Linked DNA regions of Mus musculus: regions 2 and 3 are each linked to region 1. The links are chromatin contacts, called in public Hi-C and promoter capture Hi-C maps. All regions are on one chromosome and are shown on one strand. Each heading gives the region's core, a stretch centred on a gene start, on an enhancer-like site or on the middle of the called end of the contact. The rest is flanking DNA. Distances are from core to core; before and after follow the strand shown.

Region 1 (3,849 bases), core at 946-3,445:
ATCTCAACACTTGGGAAGCAGAGCTCTGTGGAATCAAAGCCAGCCTGTACACAGTGGTACCCAGAGCTGCTTGGTGACACCTTGTCTCAAAAAAAAAAAATGGTGTGGGAGTGGAGTGACTAAAGAAGAGATGGTTTAATATTTAAGAGCACTGGCTGCTCATCTTCCAGAGAACCTGGAATCTATTCCTGGCACCCACATGGTGCCTCACAAGCCTCTGTAATTCAGGTCCCAGAGGATCTGTAGCCCTTTTCTGGCCTTGCAGTCATTTGTGGTATATAGACATATATATACGGGGACAACACACCCATAGACAGTTAGTTAGTTAATTCGTTCATTAGTACCCCACTCTAGTGCACCTGTGCACATGCCGTGACTGGTATGTGGAGGTCAGAGGACAACTTCTAAGGATCATTTTCCTTCCTCCTCTTCCTTCCCCTGGGTCCCAGGGACTAAATTCGGGTTGTCAGGTTTTGTGGCAAGTGCATTTGTCTGCTGAGCCATCTCACTCTGCCCCCACCACCACCACCATTTTTTTGAGGTTTGCTCTTGTTCATACTGGTCTTAAACTCCTTGGCTCAAACTACTGTCAGCACACAAGTCCATAAAGCTACCACAATTCCCCTGTTCTAAGAAAAAAAAATAGGTGTACCTATAATCACAGGAATTTGAGATTCTGGGGCAGGAAGTTTACTTTGGCTTCGAGGTCAACCCAGTCTATAGAATGAGATTTTGTCTCAAAACAACAAGAAGAAATTAGAAAATGAATTGGTAAAGGAACATCGATTTGTCTATAGTTTGGTCTGAAGTCAAAATTTCTGGTTTCTTTGAAGACTCCTTTGTGTCATGTAATGTTTTTCTAAAAACTGTCTTATGAGAGATGTTTTGGCTAAAGCAGACCCATGAAAAGATGATTTGCTAAGAATAGACACATGATGTTCTTCTAGAGACAGCCTAAAAGGGGGGGGGGTGGATATGATGTTTTACCAGAGCATATACTTGAGAAAACACATGATGTTTCTTTTAAAAAGACATAAATATAGCCCAAGGGACAGTAGACACTGCCAGATGGTGTTGGTTCACCTTGCCATTCTTTGTTGGTTATCATTTGTCATCACTTCATAGAAGGAAACGCACCAGGTAACTTCTAACAGCTTTATGACAATGGGTAAGTCTTTTTTTTTTTTTTTTTTTTTTGAACGTACTGAACACGAGTTTTCCTTTGAAATGCATTAATTTAACAGACCACCAGCTTCCAGCATCCTGGAAGCTAAGAATGTTATCTGAAGCCTGCAACTGATTCCCAGATTCACTATAACCCACTTCTGATGTCTCCACCAATCTATTCAAAAAAGTGTTTTGATATGTGCTCCATTACTATAAAAACTTCAAATTATTTCCACATTGGAACATGGAAACTGGGTTGACCTAAAACTGTTCCAGGGCCATGGTCATTCATATTGGGCTTCAGAATAAGCTCTCAGTCCTTTTGAAGCGAGAGTTGTGGGTTTTGCTGTCAATAGAGGACAATCTCGGGTGTTACCTTCTACCTTAAGATAAGGTCTCTTCCCCATCTGTCACTTTATACATCAGGGCAGCTGTCTCCAGCGCTCATCTCCCGGGAGCACTGGGATTGCAGCCTCCCAATGCTGGGACAGCTTTATGTGGATTCTGCCAATTCAAATGAATGTCCTCAGGTGCAAGCGCTTTATCCACTGAGCTATCTTCTCACCCAGAGAAATCCTTATTTGGTTTCCAGATCTTTAGCCAGAAATGACAACTGAGACTTCTCTAATATAAACAACAGTCTGATACGAAATAAAATCCAAATACACATTTATTAGATGAGGGGTTAGAATATAGCTTAGTGGTAGAGCCAAGTCTTGGCTGGCTTCAATTCTCGTCGCTTAAAAGAGTGGCTAGATATTTGGAAGGGAAGTGACTTGCGGAAGAAAGAGGGCCGAATCTGAAAGGGCTTGGGCATGCGCAGCGTCTCATCGGGCCGAGGATGTTTCATAGGGTCACGCACCCTCCAGCCACGAGCGCGGTCAGCAGACCCTGACCAGTGTCTGAGTCCGGAAACCAGGTTCTCCGGGCGGGTAGCAGGAGCCAACCTTCAGGTCACGTGGCCCGAGGTCGGCAGCCGATTGGATGCTGGCAGCCCTGCCCCGCGGGCCCGGAGCTTGGTATTGGTTGTGAGGGGGCAGCGGCCGCGCGGTTGGCATCATGGAAGCCGCGGGGCTGGCCGTGATTCTGGGGTTCCTACTCCTGGCTGGGGGCTCTGTGGGTGATGAGGCTCGGGAGGCAAAGGCCGTGCGGGAACTGGTGGTCCGGCTACTGGGACCCGGGCCGGCGGCCAATTTCTTGGTGTCCGTGGAGCGCGCGCTGGCGGACGAGTCGGGCCTGGACACCTACAGCCTGAGCGGCGGCGGCGGGGTGCCAGTGCTTGTGCGCGGCTCCACGGGCGTGGCGGCAGCCGCGGGGCTGCACCGCTACCTGCGTGACTTCTGTGGCTGTCAGGTGGCCTGGTCCAGCGCTCAGCTGCACCTGCCGTGGCCGCTGCCCGCTGTGCCCGACGGGCTGACCGAAACCACGCCCAACAGGTATTGATGCTGTGGGTCCCAGACGGCTGGGGCAGCTGCCTGCAGCCTCGGGACAGCCACCGTTGGTGAGGACCAGCACACCTAAGTCGGGGCTGCAGCTACAGACTCGCCTGGAGACTGAGAAGGAAGTGCTGGCTCGGGGATCTGTGCCTTCAAATCTTGGCTCCCCTCTAGCTGTATATTCTTGAGCCAAATCATTTAGCTTCCCAGCCCCCACTGCTGGAAATAATGACAAACTATAGGAACTGTGAGCCCTCTTCATGAGAGAGACCAATTTTGCCTTATGGCACTGACACCCTAAGACACCACAGGATGCACAGCAGGAGCTCTGGGCATGTTGAATAAAAATGAAGTTATGTATTCACAATAGCTACTAGCTAGGGAGGTCTGCGGGAAGTTCCAGCTTCACCCGAGGTGGATTTGGAATGAGCAGGAGAGGAGGCACATTGAAACCTTTGCCCACTGTCCTGTATGCGTACTGTGTTGGGGTTAGTAGCTGCCTCTGGCTGCCTCTGAAGTGTTCCAGAGGGGTGAGTGAGGCATCCCATATGTCCCCAATAATGTGCCCCTACCCGCAGGTACCGCTATTACCAGAATGTGTGCACGCACAGCTACTCCTTCGTGTGGTGGGACTGGGCCCGTTGGGAGCAAGAGATTGACTGGATGGCACTGAATGGCATCAACCTGGCTCTGGCTTGGAATGGCCAGGAGGCCATCTGGCAAAGGGTTTGTGCCAACCTGGCCCCTCACACTCTCCTGCCTGCCTTACATACACCCCTGCCCCTGGGAAACCGAGGCCTTCCAGGGTGGGACAAAGTATCTGGCAGTATATGTCTGTAATCCCAGGACTCAGGTAGAGGCAGGAAGATTCAAGATTGAGTTCCAAGGCAGGAACTCAATCAGGGCAGGTACCTGGAGGCAGGAACTGAAGCAGAGACTTTGGAGCAACACTGCTTGCTTCCTGACTTGGTCAGTCTTTCTTATATACCCAGAACCACCTGCTCAGGGATGGCACAGCCCCCAATAGGCTGAGCCCTTCCATATCAGTCACCAGTCAAGAAAGTGCCCCCACAGGATTGCCTTCAAGCCAATCGGATGGGGGTATTTTGTCAATGGAGGCTGCTTCTTCCCGGATGACCCTAGCTTAAGTAAGGATGACGGGGGGGGGGGGGGGGGGGGGGGAGCCAGAGACTCTCCGTGGTTTGAGGGAAGCCTCTTTGTGTCCCAGAGAGTCACCCATCCCACA
Region 2 (3,849 bases), core at 461-2,960, 250 kb after region 1:
GCACCTATCCACCCTCAGATCCCTTCCAGCTGAGCCCCTCCCCTCCCCCCACCATGTGTTTCTTGGTTTTCCTTTTGTTTGATTGTCCCTCTGCCCCTCCTTCCTTGGATTGTAATGTAAAATTCTTTTACCATGTCAAGAAATTATTAAAAATACAGGTACTTTGACCTCTTTCTAAAGCTGCAGACCCTGGTGCTGTACTCTGGTGACTGAGGGACATAAGGGTCACACATGAGCATTCAGACACCCATCTTCACAGACACTCTGGCTAGCCTGTCGTGTGTGAACTTACTAGTTGAACCTTCATTCCTCTTCACAGTGCAAGAACTAATGGGAGGTGGTTCCTGCTGTGTGTTGACGCTCAATTGTGTGAAAGCTGCCTGTCTTCACCAGATTCCAGGTCCTTCCTGGTGATACCCTGAGCTGCCAGCAGAGGCTGCTGTGGTTATGTGTGGGACCAGCAGCTCGGGCTGACCCTGTCGATCCAGTCCTTTTCCTCCATACCAGCTTGCCTCTACATACATACATACATTCATACATACATACTTACTTCATACATACTTTTTTGAGGGAACTCCTGGTATTGGTTTATACTGACCCACAGTGCTCATAAGAGGCTTACATCCCTCTAAAATAACATGTCCTCACTTCCCTCCTGACAGTGAGACTCTTCATTGTCTATAGAGGTTTAAGGTCCCAGTAGGGGAGGGGCATCTACTCTATTCTATCCCAGAGTTTAGAGCCACTAGCTACCTGCTCTGCCTGCCTGCCTCCCTCCCTCCCTCCAGGGTTACTAAGCACTTGCTGTGTAAGGCTACATTTTAATCAAAAGCACTCCACAGAATACTTTTATGCTTTTTATATATTTATTCGGTTTTTTTGTTTGTTTTTTAAAGACCCTTCTCTGTGTAGCCTTGGCTGTCCTAGGACCGCTCTAAAGACCAGGCTGGCCTCAAACTCAACAGATCGGCTTGTCTCCTGAGTGCTGGGATTGAAGGCATATAGTACCTCTCCCTGGCTATGCTTTTTATTTTTTAAGGCAGGGTATCACCTAGGTTGACCTATAATTCACTCATGTAGCTTAGTTGAACTCTCAGCACTCCTCTTGAGTGTTGGTATTATCAGTATAAATGACCATGCCTCATGCGCCTTCATAGGGAAGAAATTCAGGATATGTAGCCCCTTTAAGGCTACATAACTTGGACTGGATCATTGTATAGACCTAAACACAGCTCAACCTCAACCAGTCGTCTCTCTGACTGGATAGAGTAAGGCCTGGGTCTCCCAAGTCAGGCACTCATTAGGTCCCAGGTAGAGCTGACTGCTCATTGCTGAGTTGGGCGGTGGGTCTGGGAACTGGGAATGTAATTCTGCTAAGAGGTGTTTTGTTAGTACTTGTGTGTTAGACAGGGAAAGGAAGGAGTGTGTATCGAAACTGCCTTCTCAGGTAGTTCAGCTCCATTACCCACCCCATCCCTCTCACCTGTTCTAAATGATGACACGTAGTAGTTAGTGACCATTGGCAGTCAAAGTTTAGGGACAGGAGCAAGCTATGTAATGTCTTGAGCCAGAGCACAAGACAGAAAATTGGAACAGAACTACATAAAGCACGATCAGAGATTTCCTGTCCAGCCCACAGGGTGGAGTTTAGTCCATTCCTCTCCATCATCCTGAATATAAGCCTGCCACAATGTCAGACACCGATGAGCTCTCAGGACGGGGGGAGCTTCAGTGCCAGCCATGAATCTCAAGGTGCTGCTGCTGCTTCTGGGGCTGTCTTTCCTCACTGTCTTTGCTCTGGTCTATGTCCTGCTGACCAGGCAAGGCAGTTTCAGCCAGTCTCCTCGATGCCCTTCCATACCTCCCAGAATTCATCCCTGGACACACCCTAGCCAGAGCCAGCTGTTTGCAGACCTGACCCCAGAGGAGCTGACAGCTGTGATGAGCTTCCTGACCAAGCACCTGGGGCCGGGGCTGGTGGATGCAGCCCAGGCTCGACCCTCGGACAACTGTGTCTTCTCAGTAGAGTTGCAGCTGCCTGCCAAGGCTGCAGCCCTGGCCCACCTGGACAGAGGGGGGCCCCCACCTGTGCGAGAGGCACTAGCCATCATCTTCTTTGGTGGACAACCCAAGCCCAACGTGAGTGAGCTGGTGGTGGGGCCCCTGCCTCACCCCTCCTACATGCGGGATGTGACTGTGGAGCGCCACGGCGGCCCCCTGCCCTATTATCGGCGCCCCATGCAGAAAACTGAGTTTGTTCAGATATGGAGGCATTTGAAAGAAGTGGAGCTACCAAAGGCACCCACCTTTCTGGCTTCTGTCTTGAACTACAATGGCTCCACCTTGGCACCTTTGCATTCTACTGCTAGTGGTTTCCATGCAGGCGATCGAGCTACCTGGATAGCCCTCTACCATAACATCTCAGGTCTTGGAGTGTTCCTTCACCCTGTGGGGCTGGAGCTACTGTTGGACCACGGGGCCCTGGACCCTGCCGACTGGGTAGTCCAACAGGTCTTCTACCTTGGGCATTACTATGCAGACTTGGCCCAGTTGGAATGGGAGTTTAAAGTTGGCCGCCTAGAAGTGATTCGGGTCCCTCTACCCACACCAGGTGGAGCTTCCTCCTTGAGGCCTAGAGTCACTCCAGACCCTCCTCTTCCCCCTCTTCAGTTCTCACTTCAGGGTCCCCAGTATAACATACAGGGAAACTCAGTGACATCTCCCCTCTGGACATTTACCTTTGGTCATGGGGTGTTCAGTGGCTTAAGAATTTTTGATATTCGGTTCAAGGGTGAGCGTGTGGCTTATGAAGTCAGTGTCCAGGAGTGTCTGACAGTTTATGGTGCTGATTCCCCCAAAACAATGACGATCCGGTACTTGGACAGCAGCTATGGGCTTGGTCTCAACAGCCGAGCTTTGGTTCGGGGGGTGGATTGCCCCTATCAAGCCACAATGGTGGACATCCATGTACTGGTGGGCACGGGGTCAGTCCAGCTGCTTCCAGGGGCTGTGTGTGTATTTGAGGAGGCCCAGGGACTGCCCCTTCGAAGGCATCATAATGGCATCGGGGGTCATTTCTATGGTGGTTTGGCCAGCTCAAGCCTTGTGGTCAGGTCGGTGTCATCAGTGGGCAACTATGATTACATCTGGGACTTTATGCTACACCCAACCGGGGCCCTTGAAGCTCGTGTCCATGCCACGGGCTATATCAACACAGCCTTCATGAGTGGAGGAGCTGAAAGTCTCCTCTTTGGGAACCGTGTGGGAGAAAGAGTGCTGGGAGCGGTGCATACACACGCTTTCCACTTCAAACTGGACCTTGATGTAGCAGGTGAGTTCTTAGCCTGAGCCTTGAAGGCTGGGAATGGGGCACAGGGCAGGAAGTCCCCAAATCAAGGAGTGAGCTCAGAAAGGTTCAGGGGGCATTCTAACCCCTCTGGGTATGGGAAGGGAGAAAGGATTGAGTGCAGCTGCACTCACAACTGGGTGTCTGGCCAAAGGGGAAAGGGGTTCTGCTAATTCCTACCCGCTGAGCCCCTCCCCCCCAGATTTGCAGTTGTAAAGCTAGTTTAGTTTAAGTATAATGACTGGGCCTGGCTGCTTTAGCCTTGAGAGGGACTCTGGGGAATGGACCCTGAGGGAACTGAATGGAGCTCCCCCCCCCGCCCGCCCCCCCCTAGATCTCCATTTTACACTTGGGGAAACTGAGGAAGGCAGGGGAGATGGGGTAGGAAGTCTTGGCATGTGCACATTGCACACTATACTTGTGCTTGCTTGCTTGGTTTCTTTTTTTTTTTTGGTGAGGGTAGAGGAGGTCAGGAAAAATAAGACTAACATAGTGGCAATAGA
Region 3 (3,849 bases), core at 825-3,324, 240 kb before region 1:
TTTGATTCCTGGGACCCACAAGGTGGAAACAGGAAACTGACTCTTACAGTTATTCTTTGACATCCACACATGCATGTATACATGCACGCACACGCACGTGCACACACTATTTTTTAAATTAAAAAAAAAATCCTCATTTAGCCAAAGTAGTTCTTTGTCTTGAGGGTGCTTTAGAGTAAAAGCTATAGAATAAATTATCCCAGAGTGCAACTTCCAAAGAGACCCAACCCAAAAGAAAGCTTTAAATCAGGTCTTTCTGGAGCCTTCAAGTACAACTGGAGGAAGCCAGAGGAGAGTTTGGTGCATCTTCATCTTTCTGAACCAATCAGAAGTCAGCTAAAGGCTTGGAGTTGTGAAGGTAAACAAAAGGAGGACCATCCCGTGAGAGGGCAGCTCTCTGGTGAGGTTAATACTTCGGTCTCAGACAGCTCCTGGGTCAAAATGGGCAGTGAGGTGTGTTCGGATGCCTGTCAGCTGCACTGCTATTCATCGCCAACACTAATCCCAGGTCATGCTCAGCTCTGGCTTTCATAAAGGGACAGTCACTCACACCAATGACAAAACAACCCACCAACTATCCCAGGGGGCAGGATAGGACTGGCTGGTTTAGGGGGCTGAAGCTGGGCATCCACCTGGGAAACTGTTCATACAATAGCAATAATTTAACTTCCATTTATCTAAAGCTGGGGCACCTGAAACCAAAGAGAAGGAGTAAGTTCCTGTGCTGCTAAATACTGATGGTAGAAGTAACTTTGTTGCTATCTCCGTGTGCTTTAAATATGAGTGTCAAGAATCCTCAGAGTTTACCATGCCATGCTATAAAGAAGCAGATAATGGAAGACAACTTCTGGATTGTCCCTTATGCATGACATGGCAAAACGGGGAACTGAGAGCGAGGACATCTGACAATATCAAGCTCCTAAGAAAGATGTCCCCTGTACTCTTTCACGCCTCAGTGGGAAACGGGACCTCGACAGTGCTGTGTCTTTCATCATTTTGAGCACCTCATTTTGAACAGACAGACTGCACCACCACTCTAGAGTTCCAGCTTACCCCTCACTCCGCTCGGTACATGGTAGGTATTTGGTAATTGAGTATTACATATCATTTCAGCGGATCTCCATGTCACAAAGGGAACCAAGTTGAGAGGAATAGCCAGCAGGCCAATTATTTTCTTCAATGTGTTATTTTTAACACATTATTTGTATCCTTATTAGAGGAGTAATGGGAGTGAATCACATTTTATAGAAACTCTGACGGAGGTTTTGACTCATCGTTAGCGTTAATCAATAGATGAACCATCCATAAACATCGTGACAAGTTTGGAAAATAGAGCTAACACCTCACGGCCGTGACTCCAGAGGAAAAGAATGACATGGGTTGCGAGAACGCTGAGCTGAGCTTGAAGCCTCAAGAAAATTCCCTTCATCTCCAAGCAAACGAAACCGGTTCCTTTAATGACACTGTGAGAAAGAAGCTGAGCATAAATGGTAGGCACGGCATTCGCCAACAGCAACAGCACACTCCTCGGTCACCATGCTTGCCACTAAATGCCACCCAGAGAGATTTATTACTATGCCAAAACAACATGACGAGGTCTGACATCCCCAGTGCAGATGAAGGTTTGGAGGATGACTCAGGGCTCACAGTGACACCTGTCACACACAGAACCCATGTAATCATCCCCCCCACCCCCTGAGAGTTCGCCATCTCAGCACACCATGCCAACTTTAGATATTTCAGTAGGAGCAGCCACCTTTGACTACAGACGCCTTTTAGATTCGAGATGTATTTCCATCGAGTATGGTATACTTAGCTATAGATGTCCCCTGTCCCTGCCAAAAATGACAAGCTGCTTGCTTAAAAGCTGTCACTAATTAGCTACTGCTGTAAAGAACACCAGAGGAGGTGCCAATAAAAGCATATTGAACAGAAAAAAAAGGCCCTATAACAAGGAGTGGGGGAACAGAACCTATTTGTGGCTGGTAAACTTTATACACACATGCAATCTAAATCTGGGAGAAGTGGGGGTGGGGCGGTAACGGCTATAGATGCCAGTTCCTCTTTAAACAGGAAGGGTGGGAGGATGCTCCCAGGGTACCAGTGCCACTGAGCTCCTCAATGCGATTTTTCACTGTTCCAGGATGACCCGAGTACGGTTAAGCGTTCACCGTCGGGTGCTCGCTCTATCTCTGGTACCTTAGCAGCTGTGTTTGAAAACACCATAAAAATGGACCTCTAAAGGCACATCCCATTGGCTTCAGTCGAGACATTTATGGCTCTGGATTGAACTGTTGGCCTTAATGTTTTACAGGCTGAGAAACAGGGCCAAGGCAGGCAATATGGGTCTACCTGATGTAAATGAACGGAGGACAAAGGGAAGAAAGCACCCCAGCACAGCTTATGTTCAGAGCTCTGGTTGAGACTGCAGAGCCTGGGGCTGAGCAGATGGCTCAGTGGTTTAGAGCACTTGTTGCTCTTGCAGAGGACCTGGCTTCAATTCTCAGCACCCACATAATAGATTGCAACTGTCTTAACTCCAGTTCTGGGGATCCCATGCCCTCTTCTGACCAGGCACACATACACACCTGCAGGCAAAAACCATTTAGACACACATAATTAAATAAATCTAGTCCACAGTCAGAGACTGAAGAGACAGCTTCCTTCTGAACATGCACAGGGACCTGAGTTTGATTCCCAGCACCCACACAAAAAGCCATGCTTAGAATGCCAGCCATGGGGACTGGGATTTAAGACAGGTGGCTCCCCGAGGCTTTCTGGCCAGTAAGAGACCCTGTCTAGATAAACAATTTGGGAGCTTGCCCAATGGTTAGTGTTGGCCACACAATAGAGAGGACTCACGTCCATATCCCCAGAGCCCGCATACATGTCCAGATGCATAGGGGCCATCTGTAATTCTAGCCTTGGGAGATGGAGATAACCCAGGGCAAACTAGCCAGAAAGACTAGCAGCATCTTCAAACTCTGGGTTTAGTGAGAGATCCTGTCTCAAGGATTAAGGTGGAAGAACAATCAAGGATGGTACTTGACAATTACCTCCTGTCTTTACATATACATACACACGCACACATATGTACATATATGTACACACACACACAGGAACACAGAATAAGGAAAAGAAGGTGGACAACTCCTGAAAAAACCTGAGATTGATCATCTATGCCTTCCACACAGGCGCACACACACATGCACTTGTACACACACACACACACACACACACACACACACACACAGAGTTCAGAACCAGAAGCTGAGATGTAGCTCAGTGGTAGGAGAGCGCAGGACCCTGGGCTCCATCCCAAGCACCAAAGAAAACAAGATTCTATTTGAAAGTCAGGGTTCCATGTTGCACAGGGTGGCTTTGAACTTGCTATGTCGTGAAGGCTGATCTTGAACTCCTGATCCTCCCCTACCTCCATCCCCGAGTGCACTTAGCACACAGGTAACTTTTCAAATCATTCTCCAAGACTATCTCCTCCCCTCCTTGGTGTAGCTCTAAGAACGTTACAGACATCCCAGCCTTCACTTTCACACTCTGGACTCTGTGCATCGCTCCTTTAAAGTGGACTAATAAAGGGCTGGGACTGGCGCAGAGGATCTGGATGCTTTTGTACCAACCACGCCAAAAACTTAGAATGAACAAGAAGGGAAAAGAGAAAGAGAGACGAGAGAGGAGGGGAGGGGTAGTGAAGGGGGAGGGGAGAGAAGAAAGAAAATGTAGTGAGAATGGGGGTGCAGAGAAACAACCAGCAAAGCCTCGACTTCAGGCCTAACCGTGACTTCACAGTGGGGCCGCCATCAAAGCCTCTTCTGTCACAGAGGCCCCTTG

Evidence for each region. Promoter capture Hi-C pulls out the DNA fragments that hold promoters and counts their contacts. Hi-C and Micro-C count contacts between places; a contact is called where the count stands out from the background.
Region 2: a promoter capture Hi-C map of stem cell-derived epiblast-like cells shows a contact between it and region 1, with 2.8 times the contacts expected there. The contact joins the promoter of Aoc2 here to the promoter of Naglu in region 1. A contact is called at or near these places in 7 of 39 promoter capture datasets (the SN4741 cell line, cranial neural crest, frontonasal cranial neural crest and 4 more), 5 of 115 datasets of contacts at active chromatin or transcription factors (the SCID.adh cell line, embryonic midbrain, embryonic stem cells and 2 more) and 2 of 9 other capture datasets (liver and pancreatic islet).
Region 3: a Hi-C map of B cells shows a contact between it and region 1, with 1.7 times the contacts expected there. The contact joins the enhancer-like site here to the promoter of Naglu in region 1. A contact is called at or near these places in 15 of 39 promoter capture datasets (the 3T3-L1 cell line, the C10 cell line, the HPC-7 cell line and 8 more), 2 of 15 datasets of contacts at CTCF or cohesin (embryonic stem cells and large pre-B cells), 41 of 484 Hi-C or Micro-C datasets (the AML12 cell line, B cells, CD4 T cells and 19 more), 18 of 115 datasets of contacts at active chromatin or transcription factors (DN3 thymocytes, the HPC-7 cell line, T-cell acute lymphoblastic leukemia and 11 more) and 5 of 9 other capture datasets (adipose tissue, embryonic stem cells, liver and 2 more).

What each region holds. Positions count from the first base shown.
Region 1 is chr11:101,067,899-101,071,747 of GRCm38.p6, forward strand. It overlaps Naglu (alpha-N-acetylglucosaminidase (Sanfilippo disease IIIB)), which reads left to right and starts at 2,196. Exons shown (of 6, transcript NM_013792.2): 1 at 2,196-2,603; 2 at 3,182-3,329. The coding sequence starts at 2,227.
Region 2 is chr11:101,323,353-101,327,201 of GRCm38.p6, forward strand. Aoc2 (amine oxidase, copper containing 2 (retina-specific)) reads left to right here and starts at 1,711. Exons shown (of 4, transcript NM_178932.1): 1 at 1,711-3,331. The coding sequence starts at 1,741. Psme3 (proteaseome (prosome, macropain) activator subunit 3 (PA28 gamma, Ki)) reads left to right here. Exons shown (of 11, transcript NM_011192.4): 11 at 1-185.
Region 3 is chr11:100,824,732-100,828,580 of GRCm38.p6, forward strand. All of the region lies in intron 1 of Stat5b (signal transducer and activator of transcription 5B), which reads right to left. Among named protein-coding and RNA genes, the nearest start is that of Stat5b, 24 kb to the right of the region's middle. Within about 2 kb of position 2,075, at least 56 of the 459 cell types and tissues checked have an H3K27ac peak or open chromatin away from gene starts, as enhancers often do. A contact at or near this core is called in B cells, the HPC-7 cell line, Th1 cells and 7 more, where this site is marked.